Regions from separate parts of the Rattus norvegicus genome. Here region 1 is linked to region 2. A link is a contact called in public Hi-C data. All regions are on one chromosome and are shown on one strand. Each heading gives the region's core, a stretch centred on a gene start, on an enhancer-like site or on the middle of the called end of the contact. The rest is flanking DNA. Distances are from core to core; before and after follow the strand shown.

Evidence for each region. A called contact is a pair of places that touch in the nucleus more often than the background predicts.
Region 1: a Hi-C map of liver shows a contact between it and region 2, with 1.6 times the contacts expected there. The contact joins the enhancer-like site here to the promoter of Grk5 in region 2. A contact is called at or near these places in 3 of 12 Hi-C or Micro-C datasets (kidney and liver).

Annotation. Positions count from the first base shown.
Region 1 is chr1:270,058,644-270,062,887 of GRCr8, reverse strand. The region is part of intron 1 of Grk5 (G protein-coupled receptor kinase 5); the gene reads right to left. Among named protein-coding and RNA genes, the nearest start is that of Grk5, 46 kb to the right of the region's middle. Within about 2 kb of position 1,442, at least 37 of the 93 cell types and tissues checked have an H3K27ac peak or open chromatin away from gene starts, as enhancers often do. A contact at or near this core is called in liver, where this site is marked.
Region 2 is chr1:270,012,860-270,017,092 of GRCr8, reverse strand. It overlaps Grk5 (G protein-coupled receptor kinase 5), which reads right to left and starts at 2,757. Exons shown (of 16, transcript NM_030829.2): 1 at 2,521-2,757. The coding sequence starts at 2,572.

The sequences.
Region 1 (4,244 bases), core at 193-2,692, 47 kb before region 2:
TACCTCCAAGCTTGCTACCATGATGCTTTCGTTTATAAGGTTTGCTGTAGTCATGGTATCCCTTCACAGCAATAAAACTCAAACTAAAACAGCCTCAAACTCACCCTATAGCTGGACCTTGAACTTCTAATCCTCCTGCCTACACCTCCCAGGTACTAATATTATAGGTGAGTACCACCATGATACTTCAGGTTTAGGACCTGGCTGGGTAGTGGGTTGAGAAGTATGCGGGGCTGAGCAGGTCACTGCTTTCAAACACTATTAAAGGTCATATAATCTGACCCCGTCATTTCATGAAAAACATTGCAGACAGTAGTCACTCGGTCTATTTGCTGTAGAACCAAATCTAAACCAGCTCCTGTAAGTAAAGCTGCTGGACTCAGCACAGGAATCACTCTCACCTGACCATGAGAAAAAGCCTAAGGCACAGCCTGTCCCACAACTATAACTCCAGCCACTAGCCTGATACATTACATCTATGCCTCATAGCATCTCCCCAGCCCACAGCACTTTCATCATATCATCCCCCCACATCTACAGCCTGTGGGAGAATAGCTGTTCCCCCATCAAGCGAGCTCTATTCAGACTCCACCTTCCCTGACTCCTACCCCAGCTGCAAGGCCAGAACTCTAGTGCACTGCCCTGGCCAACTCTCCTGATTTACTCTTTAACTTCCTCACCCTGAAAAACATGCAAGTCATGAAAGGGAAGGAAAAGCTCACTGGAGAGCAGCTGAGCATTGAAAGGGCACTCCTTCAAAAAAACAACCACCATTGTTTTTAACAAAGGGGGCTGGGGGGGGGGGGCAGGGGGACAGGCAGTTTGTGAATCAGGCCTTGTGTAATCCCAGTACTTGGGAGATGAAGACAAGAGGATCAGGAACCCAAAGTCATCCTTTGCAGTATACAAGGGCCAGCCTGAGTTACATGAGACCATGCCTTAATCTACACCCCCGGGCCCCTCAAAAAGAAATTAGACTGTTTGGAGCCACACAACATCCTCAAATAAACTTCCCTAAAACAATCAGAATTGTCCTCTCTCTAGGTGGTCTGAATCTCACTGAGGGGCAAGAAATACTCAAAGGACCTCAAAATTGTATCTGCTAGAGATACAACTGTCTGATGGACCAGGGGTCCCACATTTGCAACTCAGCAGAACCAGCACTCCAACAGTGATGTTGGTCACCTCTCAGCTGCCTGACAAAGCTCCACAGTCAGGGAGTTTAAAGAACAGGAAGTTGTGGCTCACAACCCCAGAGGATGCAATCCAAGGTCAACGGTTAAGGACACACAGCAGCTGGCCATCTTTTCCATGATGGGGAAAGTTGGGTGGGAGGGAAAGAGGCCAATATTTCAGAGAAGCAGAGCCAGGAGCTCTCAGGAGAGGGAAGGGAAACTAGAGACAACCAATGACTCCACTAGCCCCACCCACAACTAAGCAGCAGCCAAATTCCCTAGAGTTGTTTGTTTACTGAAGCCAGCTGGAGTTGAGTTCCTGTCACTTCTACCCTACCTAATGGCAGTCGTCTTGCTGGACTTGAGGAAAATCAGGCTGTGAATTGACACAGAAACGAGACACAGGTGCTCATGGCGAGTACAGGAGGCAGCATGAAAGCAACTCATTGTGACAGCATTACCGAGGCTCTGCAGGCCTGTCAATTGTAGAGTAACGCTATGAGCCTCTCTCCACGATTTACCTCCCTCCCACCATCTGTCTTCCCTTTCACAATGCCCATGAAGTTAAAGGAAAAGGCCCACAGTAATTCACCCAGTTGATTAAAAATTTGGGGACAATTAGGAAGAAAAGAGCCTGATCCAAGAGATTTAGGATCCTCCTTGACTAGGGGCAATTAAACCTTTAAGTTAGAAAAGCTGACATAGGCCTGATAGCACATTGCCTGTTACGGTGGAAGATCTAGTGTTCAAGAGTGAAACTGCCTCAAAAAATAAAAATTTTTTTTGAAGAACTATAAATCTTTCTTTCCCTAGCTCGTAAGTCTATAAGAATTCAGTTCCTTGGTGCCATATTCCAAATACCTGTGATTATAGCTACCTGGTGGTTGCTTCTATAACAATCGGGGTAGGCACAGAATATTTTTCATCATCTTTAAAGATTCTATTTACACATCACTGTCCTTAGCTCTATGACATACTCCCTAGTCCAGCCAATGGTTTATTATGGCTACAGGTGGCATCAACTAAGGGCTCTGCCAAGAGCAAGGATCTATTGATTTCAGCCGTGAGGAAAGTCGTGGGAAACAGTCAACTGGGCAGCAAGCGGGAGCATGGGATGAGACACATAATAAGCAGAGATGATGTGAAAGTACCACCAGTAAGACAGAGCCACAGTAAAAGAGGAAACCTAGAGAGCAGCAGGTAAAGGGAGCCATCTGGTACCTGGGGAAAGGGCCTATCCTGCCACACCTGAGTCAGACTAGCAAACACCCTTCAACCGTGACTAGTTGACACAGGTGTGCCAGGGAATGAATGACGCCCCCACAGCAGCCTTAGCTAACACTGGGGACTGGTTTCCACAGACCCAAATGCATAGGCCCTAGGTTGGGAGAAGAGTTTGAGGTAACTTCTCATAAAGTGACAGTTACCCAAAAGGTTAGCGACTCTGATTATACCCCCTTTATTAGCATCCTTTCTTCTGTCACTTTCCAGTGCCCTACTGTACTTCCTGGGATTGTGCCCCCAAATACAGTTCTTACATGCAAATTATTGTCTCTGAGTCTCCATTTAGGAAACCCAAACTGAAACAGGTATGGTAGGCAGAATGCATCTGTGTACTTGCAACTAAATAACCAAATACAAGTTGGTTCTGCTCAGTGTTAAGAACAGGAAGATAATAAAAGATATATTTCACATATCGTTGATGGGCATACAGCCTGCACCACTCCAAAAGAAACAGCTTGAAAAGTTCCTTCCAAAGTTAAACATCCACCTACTAACCGACCAAGCATCCTACTCCTAGGTATTTACCCAGTTGAAATGTTTGCAATGTTTATAACAGTTTTATTCAAAACACCAAAAAGTTGGAAACAATCCAAATGTCTTTCAACTGGAAAAGAGATTTTAAAAAACAAATGAACAGTAAATTAGCACTCAGAATCCAAAAGGAGCCAGCACAAGAACATGGCCCACCCTCAAATGCTGTACTGGGTGACAGGAAGCAGATAAGACATGGTCAACAAGAGAAAAGCCATGTCTGGTACTAGAAACCTAGCTCCCTACTCTATGCTAATGAAATGTCGTTATTTTACAACATCTCATTATTAAACTAGCATAATCCCTATCGACAATCTATAAACGTTTGTCCTTATAGCCACAGATAACTGTAGTCTTCACCTCTCTTCAAAGAAACTATTAGTAACAGAGATCATTACAGAAAACCACGACCAATCAAAACACCGAGTTGTGAAGTCCTATCCCAGTGCATACATCTACCAAACGTTCCTACACCAGCGGCCCAGGGAACATTGCAGAGGGGTGGTAGAGAGATTGCCGAGAGACAGAGGATGAGGGGGCTTGCTGTTAGACTGTGTCTTCTAGTAACAGAAGCTACACCCAGAAAGTCTCATCAACGACTTCCTAAACATAAGCTGAACAAGAATGACACCAAAGCACATGCCAAACTGGACATAGGAAAGCCTGTAGGTCCTTAACCCTACATAAAGAACTTTAGACAACCAAGGAAAGCTGGGCACAAGAGAAGTGGTCTTTCCCAGAGAACAGTACCGCAACTGGTTATTCAGTGCCAAATGATCAACCCTGAAAACATACATACAAGTAAATAATACATAATACAGACTGAACAGGCTATGTTAGGAATATATGAGCGTATGCATAAGTGCATGCAATAAGTAAAAAAAGAGGCCATAAATTTGAAAGAAAGCCAGGGAGGGATTTGGAAGGATGAAAGGGAAGGGGAATATGTAACTATTATTATAATCTCAAAAATAAATTTATGAAAGCTATGTGTGGTAGCGCATGTTTGTAATACTAGCACTCGGGAGACAGAAGCAGAAGGGTCAGAAGTTCAAAGTCACCCTCAGCTAGAGAGTTCAAGGCCTTTCTGGCCCCCCACCTTACAAATGAAAAAAAAAAATACTGTGTAAACACATCCCAGTATACTGTCTGCAAAGGAAAGGTGGGCAGAGGAGACCAATCTTTCTTTGACATCAAGAGATGACTGAAGACCATGACCTTAAAGGAGTCACAGTCTCCTGCTCCCTCAGTTTC
Region 2 (4,233 bases), core at 1,508-4,007:
CTTTCCTTCTTTCCTTTTACACGAATAGAAAAATAGTGCTAGGCACCAAATCAAGGCCTTTTGAATGCTAGGCAAGAACTCTACCTCTTGAAACATTCATTTCTGAATATCTAAATAATACGGTTATTTGGAGAATTACTAAAATTCAGTATGACTTTAAGTAGAAAACTTTAAAAAGAACATGTGTTTATTTCTAGACTCCTCCATGTTAATTTGGATAAGCTCAAAGCTTTAATAAAGTCGCAGCCTTTATTAAATAGAAGTACTTAAATTGTAGACTCTCTTTGGACATAAAAGGAGAAAAGTTAAATACAAGTTTTAAAATGAAGCTTCCATGTACATGATTAATTTATCGCTCACATGTCAATCTCTCTGTTTCCTTGCAGGCAAAGCCCTCTCATCTGGAAGGCATTCTTAAAAGCTGTTTCTCACCAGGAGATGTCTATTGAACTCTCATAGGAAAACGAAAAGACTTTAAAAGAAAAAAAAAAACAAAGGGCACATTCTTGAGCACGTCTAATCACAGTAATTTGGCCCCAATGGGAGTCCATCATTCCACTTATACTTCTCGTCCACAGCTCTCCTCTCTAAGACTCCAGAAAAACCTATATACTAACCCGACAAACAAAAATACAAACCAGTACATTCATTTCAGTAAAAACAGTGGGAACAATAACTGGAGATGGGAAAAACTTTACAACTCAAAGTGAAACATATGCAAAGAAGTCAGTGCTGAGGGAAGAATAAATAAATAATAGCGTAGAGAATCCTAGGGAGCTGGGCAATAGGAGAACTCAGTGGAACATGCAAAGGCCTCCAGGACTAAAGATTCCCATAGAATCATACCCAGAGATTCCCCAAGAAATAATTTTAGAATAGACCCGGATATTTGTCCAACCTGGAGACCTATACCATTGTGTCCCACCACTAGGTGGCAGGCTGCAAATCTCCCAGGAAGGGGCTTTCTTCACCTCCAGACACTGCTTCCCTAGCTCTACTTCACCAAAAATGTCAGGATAGTGGAGGTGAGGGGGCAAAAACTTCAGTCCCACCTCTAAAAGAGTTAAGTGGAAGGGCAGTAGAGGAGGGAGAACTGAATATCTGAAACGCTACTCAGTTCTCAGAGAATTGCCTCCTTTGGGAACTTCCAAAACAAGCCTGTTTTAGGATGACAAATGATTTGAAAGTGCCAAGATGAGTTGCTGAAACCTAGACAAGGTGGGTTGCTCTATACATCATGTACTGAGCCACGAGGTGATGGAAGGACTGGATAAACACCAGTTGTTTACTGCTGGCCATAAAGTCTTCCTTCATTCATCAAAGTGGCTCAATGAAAATATTATGAAGTAGGGATGGCATTTTCCTGGGCTACTTGCAGAGAATCCTTCTAAAGGGGAAAAACCTTACTCAGTCCACCCTGAATATTAAATACAGCCTTCTCCCAGGAAAGGAAAATAATAACAACAAAACAACAACAACAAAAACCCTCCCCCTTCTTATAGAATGGCTGCACACCAGAATCCAAATGTTGGCAAATAAGATATTACATAAATTCCAAATTTTCCTGAATATGTATGTTTCCATTCCTGCAACACAAACCGTTTAGGACATCGAAGTTTCTGACACACACCCCCCACACACACACCTTTTCAACTCAAGAATCAAAAGTCAAAATACATGGTACAAGGTATTAATAAGGATCTTACCCATCCATTTCCTAACAGCTAAACGCAGGAAATTGAGATGCGTACAAAACATATCTAAACAGCAGCACACTTGCCTATAACTAAGCCTTATCTAACTCAGGGTGGGAGTTGGGACGGTTAATAACAACAATCCATCCTAAATTTTTAATTATTTTCTCAGTGACTTGTAAAGCCACCCTTTCATTATTCTACACACTGGCTAATTCCCCAACATCTTACTTTGCCTTTAAAAGGCTTCCTTCCACACAACGACGGGATTTCCCTAAGAAATTTTCCCAGAGGATGATGATTTCCACCAATAGTCTTTATCAACTCAAGCAAAGACTGGTTTTTGCTAATTCCAATCCCACAACACACACACACACACACACACACACACACACACAGAGAGAGAGAGAGAGAGAGAGAGAGAGAGAGAGAGAGAGAGAGAGAGAGAGAGAGTGAGTTTTCACACTCTTAAAACCATCCCGGGCCAACTCTAAAGGCTGTTTTATTGGCTCGTTTTTTATCCTCTCCTAAAAGAATGCTTTTCCAACTGCCCTTTCAACAGCTGCAGAGACCGCACGATTTCTAAGGTTCAGCTGGAAACTAGAGGATATTTTAGCATCTTAACTCGTCCCTGCAACTGTCTTTGCCCCAATCCTAATCTTCTGAGCCCAAAAGCAAGAGCCCCTCAATATTTGCCGACAGACCTCCAAGCTGTACCCCTCGCACCAACTCACTGCGAGCATCCTGCACGCCCGCTTGTCACCCGACACCCGCACCCCGGCCCGCGGCGAATGCTCTGTGCAAGCACCGGACCACCCGAGCTTACCTTCCCGGGCTTTCAGCAAGACCGTGTTGGCCACGATGTTTTCCAGCTCCATTGACAGTCGGCAGTCAGTGAGGGAGCCGGCCGGCGGGGCTGTCAGCGTCTGGGGTGATGCCGCTGCCGCTGCTCGAGCTGCCGCCGCTGCTGCCAAACCCCAGAGCAAGCAGCCTGCCTCGCTACCGCATTATTCTTTCTACGAGCCCGCGGAGTTTCCCCCTCTGCACCGAAGAGCCGCCGCCGCCGCTTCTTCCTCCCTCTGTGTCCCCCCTCCCCCCTCCCTCAACACTTTCCCCCCCACCCCCCACCCTCCGCGCGTCTCTGTCACTCCATTCTCCTCCCCTCCGGCTCCCTCGGATGCTTTAATGCTTCGGATGCTTCAGCCTCCCCTCGTTCCCCTCCCGGGGGTGTGGTACTCTAGGCTCGAGCCCTGGCACCGCGCAAGCGCCTGCCCGAAAGCACCACCCACCGCGCGCTCTGGACACCGGGAATGAAGGGAATTGTAGTCCGGCGTCTGACGGGGCGGGGGCTGTAGTGCACCGGGACTGTGGTGCAGGACTGCTGCCGGTATGGCGCTGAGCCCAGGCGGCTCAGTCTCGCCGGCAGGCAGTCTCAGTCAAGAACGCCTCGAACGCCTCAGCCAAGGCGGAACCCCGACTCCCGGAGCGTAGAGTCCCTTTCCTGTCCCGCCAAGATCCGAGAAAGCGGAAAGCACAAGCCAAGGCAGGACGCTGCTGTGGGAAGCCCAGGTGTAGAGGCTGAGACCCGAGCGAAGGCGCGCCCCTGGGGTTCCGCGCTGCCCGCCGTCTGCTGCTCACACGCGCCAGGTCGCTGACAAAGGTGCACTTTGTTTCCGGGCAGCAAGGGGTTCGCCAGCCCGGGGCGACCTGGCGGTGGATGGTCTCTAGGCACGTAGCGTGAGCGCCGCCTGGCGACGGCGCGTCTACGCGAACCAGAATGCGGGCACCTAGGACTCCCGGGATCCCCACGCTCAGAGCAGCTTCGCTTCGCAAGCCGGGGGCCCAAAACCCTACGATTTTCATTATAACCAAACATATTGTAGTCAAGTTACTAAAAACACATAAGAAACCGAATCTGCTGTGGGAATGTTAATGAGTAACAAGCCAGGCCAGCGTGAAAAGGCATTCAAATTGCAGGCTTGTTTATCTTGGAAGCACTTGGCTCCTTACACTTTCAGAACCTCGGACTCCAGATCTAGTCCCAGCTCCTATTCCCCCAAAATTCTAATCCTGAGAAATTGGCTCTCCGGTCAACTGGGGTCTTTCGAGGAGAGTCCTAAGGGCTGGGGGCGGGGCTGCCAAGCCCCAGGGAACAATGAGGCCTTTGCCTTCTCTGGGCCTTTCGGGCGGATATCCGTTTTAAAACTAGGTCTGAAGCTTCTGTGTCCAAAAGAAGGAAAAGCCGGCTGTCCCCAGAGCTGCCAGGAAGTAGGGAGGGGCCGAGAGAAATGGAGAACAGTCATTAAGCATTGGCGCTAATGGCATTTTCAGAGTGTAGTCACCAGACTAGTGCTGGTTAATGGTAGTCTTCTTTCCTAGTGGATATATCTGCCACCACCACTTGCCTAGGGTCTGGATTTGGATCAGGGGACCTCATTTGTCTGCAAGCAAAGTTAAGTTTGCTTGTCAGAAGACAGAGAATTGAGCAAACAACTTGAGCACATGACACCACAGGAATTACTGTTCTAAGCAACCCAAA